2 separate regions of the Hordeum vulgare genome follow, and region 1 is linked to region 2. A link is a contact called in public Hi-C data. All regions are on one chromosome and are shown on one strand. Each heading gives the region's core, a stretch centred on a gene start, on an enhancer-like site or on the middle of the called end of the contact. The rest is flanking DNA. Distances are from core to core; before and after follow the strand shown. Region 1 has its middle 180 kb from the start of LOC123426151. Region 2 holds the start of LOC123426151 (peptidyl-prolyl cis-trans isomerase CYP63-like).

Region 1 (3,096 bases), core at 325-2,824, 180 kb before region 2:
CAAAGGAATGGGTTCAGCTACCGAGGACAAGTAAGAGTTGAATCATTGTTGTCCTAATGCATTTAAAAGAGAGCATGAGCGAGAGAGTGGGATTGTATCAGAATGCTCAAGGGGGTTGCTTGCATGACAATTCTCAAGATAAAAATTCTCTTCATTAGTGTCAATGATAACAGCGTCAAAACCATCTATCAAGGGAGAACAACCACCGGCAAACAAGAGGGAACAACATTCAATTCATGAAATGCATAACTAGATGAATGATATGTCATGTTAAGACATTGAATTGACATAATGCAATAGATAGCCATATTAAGTGAAGTGGAATTCAAATATATACTAAATTCCAACTCCAAATGTTATTTTATAAATTTTCCAGATCGTTATTTGTCCTAAACTGTGGTGTTAGCTTGTTCAACCATGCATGAACATGGCGTAAACAGATTCATTGGATTTTCTGATCATTTTTCATATATAAATTATTTCATTTGGAGTTATAGATTAATTTATTTGAATTCTAAAAGTTTTAAGATTTTCTAGAATTCATAAATCATTTTTGATTTATGTAAAACACAGAAAATATTAACTACAAAAGCATTGCATCACCATAACATCAAGAGGTCAACTGACCCAGCCCGGGTCAAACCTGACTAGTGGGCCCAGTGACCCATTGAGTTAACACGGGGTTATTTTCTCTAATTTAAACATTTCTAGTTAATTAAGATTGTGGGATCCACGGTCACTGTCTTGGGTTTAAGCTTAATAGGATAATTAACACCTAACTAACCCCGCCACGTCAACTTGCCTGGGTTTCACCGCCGACGAGCCAAAAACGCGAGGGAGTCTCGCCGGAGTTGCGCTACTAGAGGTCGTTCGACAAGAGGAGACCACCAGGAGGTAGCATCTGCTTATCCGCATCCAGGGGTCGCAGGTTGGCCGGAGTCAACAACCACGGCTACTTTGGTAGCAACCAAAGCTCGGTATGGTCGGGAGCGGGCTATGGTGTGCTAGCGGGCGAGCTAGGAAGCTCGACGGATGCCTGGGAGCTCCATGAGCTCGTCTGCATGCTCAAACAAGAGTTGCGGGTCCTCTAGCACGGTGGCGCCATGGATGGCAGCGGCCGGAGCTCGGCGTGACGGAGAAGCTACCTAGGGTGCGTCCGCGGCGAGCGAAACAGGGGAAAACGGTGAGAAGCTCACCATTATTCTAACGGGAGAAATGGCGAGGTCGGGGATACACCCGTTGCCGCGAATCAAGGGCGACGGTCGTCGGAGCCTGAGGTTGAACATGGCAAAATTGGTGGCGAAACATCCCGTCCGGTGTCGAACGGCTTGGCGGAAACGAGGGCGAGGTTGTTATGGATCGTCTGGACACGGAGGGGCGTCGAGGGAAGCTTGGTAGCTATGGTGGTCGGAGGCGCACGACCATGGCTGCATCGGCCAGGAGAAAGGGGAGAGATAGAGCGAGGGGGAAGAGAGGAGAGGGAGTCATCCCGCTCCACACGGCTTTGGGGATCTCATCCCCGGCGTGGCGCGGGCCACGGAAGTAGCCAGGCTACTTCCAGCTTGGCGCGAGGTCACGGGCACATTGGCCTTCTTCTCTTGTGCCTTCTGGGAGGAGGAAGAAGACGGTGATACCCCTAGTGGGCTGGGCTGCTTAATGGGTCGGCTACAAGTAAACCACGTGTGGTCCTTTTTATTTATTTTGTTTCTATTTTCTATTGTTTTAGTCTATTTTGATTTGATTTACAAACCAAATCATTTTTATTAAATATGAAATGTTTTATGGACTCTCTCTGAATTATTTTAGAGGCCCTTACCATGTTTCAAATTATTTGGAGCTATGGGATTATATATGGCATTTAATAGCTCCAATTAAAATACTTGTGGAGTTAATTCAGCAACCAAAAGTAACATGGAAAATATGCTTCACCTCTGGTTGATGTTACCACATTTATCCAGAAATGATCGACGTTTTAGAAGGCCACTTCGGTTTGTTGAAATAATTTTGGTTGAGCCTATTTAAATTTTATTTGGTGCTAGGGTTTGATCCTCCCCATTTAAAATTCAAGGAAAATTAACATGATGGCGTGGATGCTTATAATGTGACTATTTGCACTCACATAACTATTGACACTCAAATAATTCTAGGGTTGTGACAACTCACCCCCACTAAACAAGAATCTTGTCCCGAGATTCAGGCATAGGGCAAGAGGACACAGGGGACACTACACTATGACAACCTTCACGATCCAATTGCCCTTCTTGAAGATGTTGATTCATTGCATCATGTTGATCTTGACATCTTTGTCTATGAGATCTCCACCAAAATACCACTATAATGGGAACGGGAAAGCTCTTGAAAGTGTGTTATATCGACTAGAGGGGGTGAATAGGCAATTTTTATAAATTCGTCACTGAGAAAATTCATTGTAAGGAAAGTCCTCACTCACGAACTATGTGCAGCAGAATAAGTACTGAGGCAAGCGTGCAAAACAGCAATAGCATAGTCTTCAGAGTGAAAGGAAATGTTCGGTTTGCACAAGTAGCGTGTTCAGGATATGCAGGTGAAGAACAAGTTAAGTGAAGAATTTGAGATGAGGAAATTGAGAAAGTCCTCAATCAAATTCTTCAAACAGTAACGATCAAAGTCATCAACATACAACTAAGGAAATGAAAGGGTTGAGGAAATAGAACCAGGTGCTCGATGATGACAATGGTTTGATGATCCAGTTCCAACTGTTGTGACAGTCGCACGTATCGTTTAGAGAGGCTTGGTATTTAAACCAAATGACACACAGTCCTTATCGTATTCTCCTTCAGCTAAGGACACACAGTCCTCGCCCAACACACGTGGTAAGTCTTCATGACAGACTTCTAAACCCTCACAAACTTTGTCATCGGCGATCCACAATTCATTGCTGGATGCTCTAGACCAATGAAGCCTAACCGTCTAAAGGATGCATAGTCCTCAAAGGTGACAAGCGTCGGTTCCACATAGGAACTATCTCTTAAGTGATGCTCAATCACTTTGGGGTTTTGGGGTTTTGGTTTGGGTGTTTGGGTTTTTTCCTCGCTGATGAATTTATCACAAAGTCTT
Region 2 (2,917 bases), core at 361-2,860:
CCAACTCCGGCGACCTCGCAGCACCGGCTCACAGCACGACATCTCGTCGGACCAACTCCGGCGACCTCGCAGCACCGGCTCACAGCACGACATCTCGTCGGACCAACTCCGGCGACCTCGCAGCACCGGCTCACAGCACGACATCTCGTCGGACCAACTCCGGCGACCTCGCAGCACCGGCTCACAGCACGACATCTCGTCGGACCAACTCCGGCGACCTCGCAGCACCGGCTCACAGCACGACATCTCGTCGGACCAACTCCGGCGACCTCGCAGCACCGGCTCACAGCACGACATCTCGTCGGACCAACTCCGGCGACCTCGCAGCACCGGCTCACAGCACGACATCTCGTCGGACCAACTCCGGCGACCTCGCAGCACCGGCTCACAGCACGACATCTCGTCGGACCAACTCCGGCGACCTCGCAGCACCGGCTCACAGCACGACATCTCGTCGGACCAACTCCGGCGACCTCGCAGCACCGGCTCACAGCACGACATCTCGTCGGACCAACTCCGGCGACCTCGCAGCACCGGCTCACAGCACGACATCTCGTCGGACCAACTCCGGCGACCTCGCAGCACCGGCTCACAGCACGACATCTCGTCGGACCAACTCCGGCGACCTCGCAGCACCGGCTCACAGCACGACATCTCGTCGGACCAACTCCGGCGACCTCGCAGCACCGGCTCACAGCACGACATCTCGTCGGACCAACTCCGGCGACCTCGCAGCACCGGCTCACAGCACGACATCTCGTCGGACCAACTCCGGCGCAACAACTCCCACGACCTCCCAGCACCGCCTCCCAGCACAACGGAGCCATCACAACAACTCCGGGGACCTCCCAGCACCGCCTCCCAGCACAACGGAGCCATCACAACAACTCCGGGGACCTCGCATCATTGATTCACAACAACTCCGGCGACCTCGCAACACCGGTTCGCAGAAAGCCGTCACAGCAACTCTGATGACCTCGCAGCACCGGCTCGCAACACGACAGAGCCATCGTACCAACTTCGCGCGACCTCACAACACCGGCTGGCAACACGACGAAGCCATCGTAGCAACTCCGACGACCTTGCAACATCGGCTCACAGCACGACAGAGCTCCCAGCAGTCAAACATGCCCCCTTTAGTAGCCGCCCCCCTCGCATTACTTGAAAAAGAGCTCCTCGAGGCCATCCATGGTGGATGAGATCCTCGGAGTCACGGGGATGAAAGAGAAAGAAAAGATGGGAAGAAGATAGTTTGACCAGGAAAAGAAAGAACGCCTGGCTGAAAATTGATCATGAAAGGATAAGGAAGAGAGGATAAAGCGGTGGTGAGGTCCATGGACACGTGGTAGTCACATGAGGGCGAGCGAGCGTGTGCATTCGGATGAAAGTAAGCATTTTCCATTTTTCTCGTTTTGATGTTTGTTTATTGGGACTGCCTCGGAACTAAACCGATTCTAGGCCCATTAACACGTAGACTACAGCTTCTAGGCCCATTCCTCTAAAGGAAACCGATTGTTGGGCTCGCGGGGCCTGATATGCACCTTGCCGTCCGATACCTCTCTTCTAGGCCCATTCCTCTAAAGGAAACCGATTGCTGGGCTCGCGGGGCCTGATATGCACCTTGCCGTCCGATACCTCTTTCCTCCTTCCTCCTGACCTAGAGTTGCCGCCGTGCCGTAGCTTGTGGCGTCACCGACGACACCTCGCCCCCAACCCCTTAGCCTCTCACACGCGCCGCCGCTACGGCCGCTGCCATCGCCCTCCACGCGTGCCTGCAGTTTCCATCCCGTCCGCAACCTCGGACACTGTTTCTCGAGGTACGCCCTTTTCGCCATCCATCGAGTGATTAGTTGTTAAACCCCACTGACCATCTCCACGAGTTTTGGCCACATACCAACTAGATCTGCCCCAGCCTATCCAGCTAGTGTCTTTCTGTTTGGATGCTTTTTGCTGAAGATGCTCTCATGATTGCACGCACCTGCAGGTAAACCGAAAGGGAGGAAATCATGCCCAAGTTCAAGAAGAATCCGAACCCTCGGGTCTTCTTGGACATATCCATTGATGGACGACTTACCGAGAGAATCACGTTTGAGGTTGCAAAACAGTGTACCTTCATCTTATCGTTCTAAGTGATGTCTGTTTCTCGGTGGCGTGCGCCTGATTAGCTCCCCACTTTGGTGTTGCAGCTCTTTGCTGATGTAGTTCCGAAGACGGCAGAGAACTTCCGAGCTCTTTGTACCGGTAAAATGCAGAGTCTTTGCTGTGGAATAGCGTGCGTATAATGATGCAGTTAGTGATGAAACACACATTTTTTACATGCAAGTTCTTAAGTTTAGCATCCTTGATGTTGAGGATGTCCAAGAGTTAGCTTAAATGCTAGAAAAGGAATGTGCACGGTCTATGTCCACAAGGGATTTAGTTTCTAAACATACCGAGTACTTGAACGATGGTCTTGAATGCAAACCACAATGCTAAACAGGGATTTATTATGTTAGGAAGTATTAGTATTAGTCTAGGAGTCCTTATTAGTCTATTAGTATTAGTCTAGGAGTCCTTATTAGTCTATTAGTATTAGTCTAGGAGTCCTTATTAGTCTATTAGTATTAGTCTAGGAGTCCTTATTAGTCTATGTTTACTTTTCTTGCACCTCAAGTCATGTGTAATATATATGCCCCTTGGGCCTTCAATACAGATAAGTTGCTTTCCTAACATGGTATTAGAGCCTTAGGTTATTTTTTCGCACGCGCAACTCGTACAGATCCAATTTCGCGATGCCGCCATCGTCCTCTGGCCGTCTCGCGCTGCCCTCCCCGATCGATCTCCAACCGGGCCTCCCCGCTCGATCTCCAACCGGGCCTCCCCGCTCGATCTCCTCCCATCCTGGGAGCGCCGGCTCGCGTCCCCGCTCTTCGTCGTG

The links. A called contact is a pair of places that touch in the nucleus more often than the background predicts.
Region 1: a Hi-C map of leaf shows a contact between it and region 2, with 4 times the contacts expected there. The contact joins the enhancer-like site here to the promoter of LOC123426151 in region 2. A contact is called at or near these places in 2 of 6 Hi-C or Micro-C datasets (leaf and seedling).

The regions. Positions count from the first base shown.
Region 1 is chr2H:310,530,994-310,534,089 of MorexV3_pseudomolecules_assembly, reverse strand. No RefSeq gene overlaps it. Among protein-coding and RNA genes, the nearest start is that of LOC123426151, 180 kb to the right of the region's middle. Within about 2 kb of position 1,574, at least 3 of the 3 cell types and tissues checked have open chromatin away from gene starts, as enhancers often do. A contact at or near this core is called in leaf and seedling, where this site is marked.
Region 2 is chr2H:310,352,150-310,355,066 of MorexV3_pseudomolecules_assembly, reverse strand. LOC123426151 (peptidyl-prolyl cis-trans isomerase CYP63-like) reads left to right here and starts at 1,610. Exons shown (of 14, transcript XM_045109930.1): 1 at 1,610-1,817; 2 at 1,985-2,093; 3 at 2,187-2,241. The coding sequence starts at 2,007.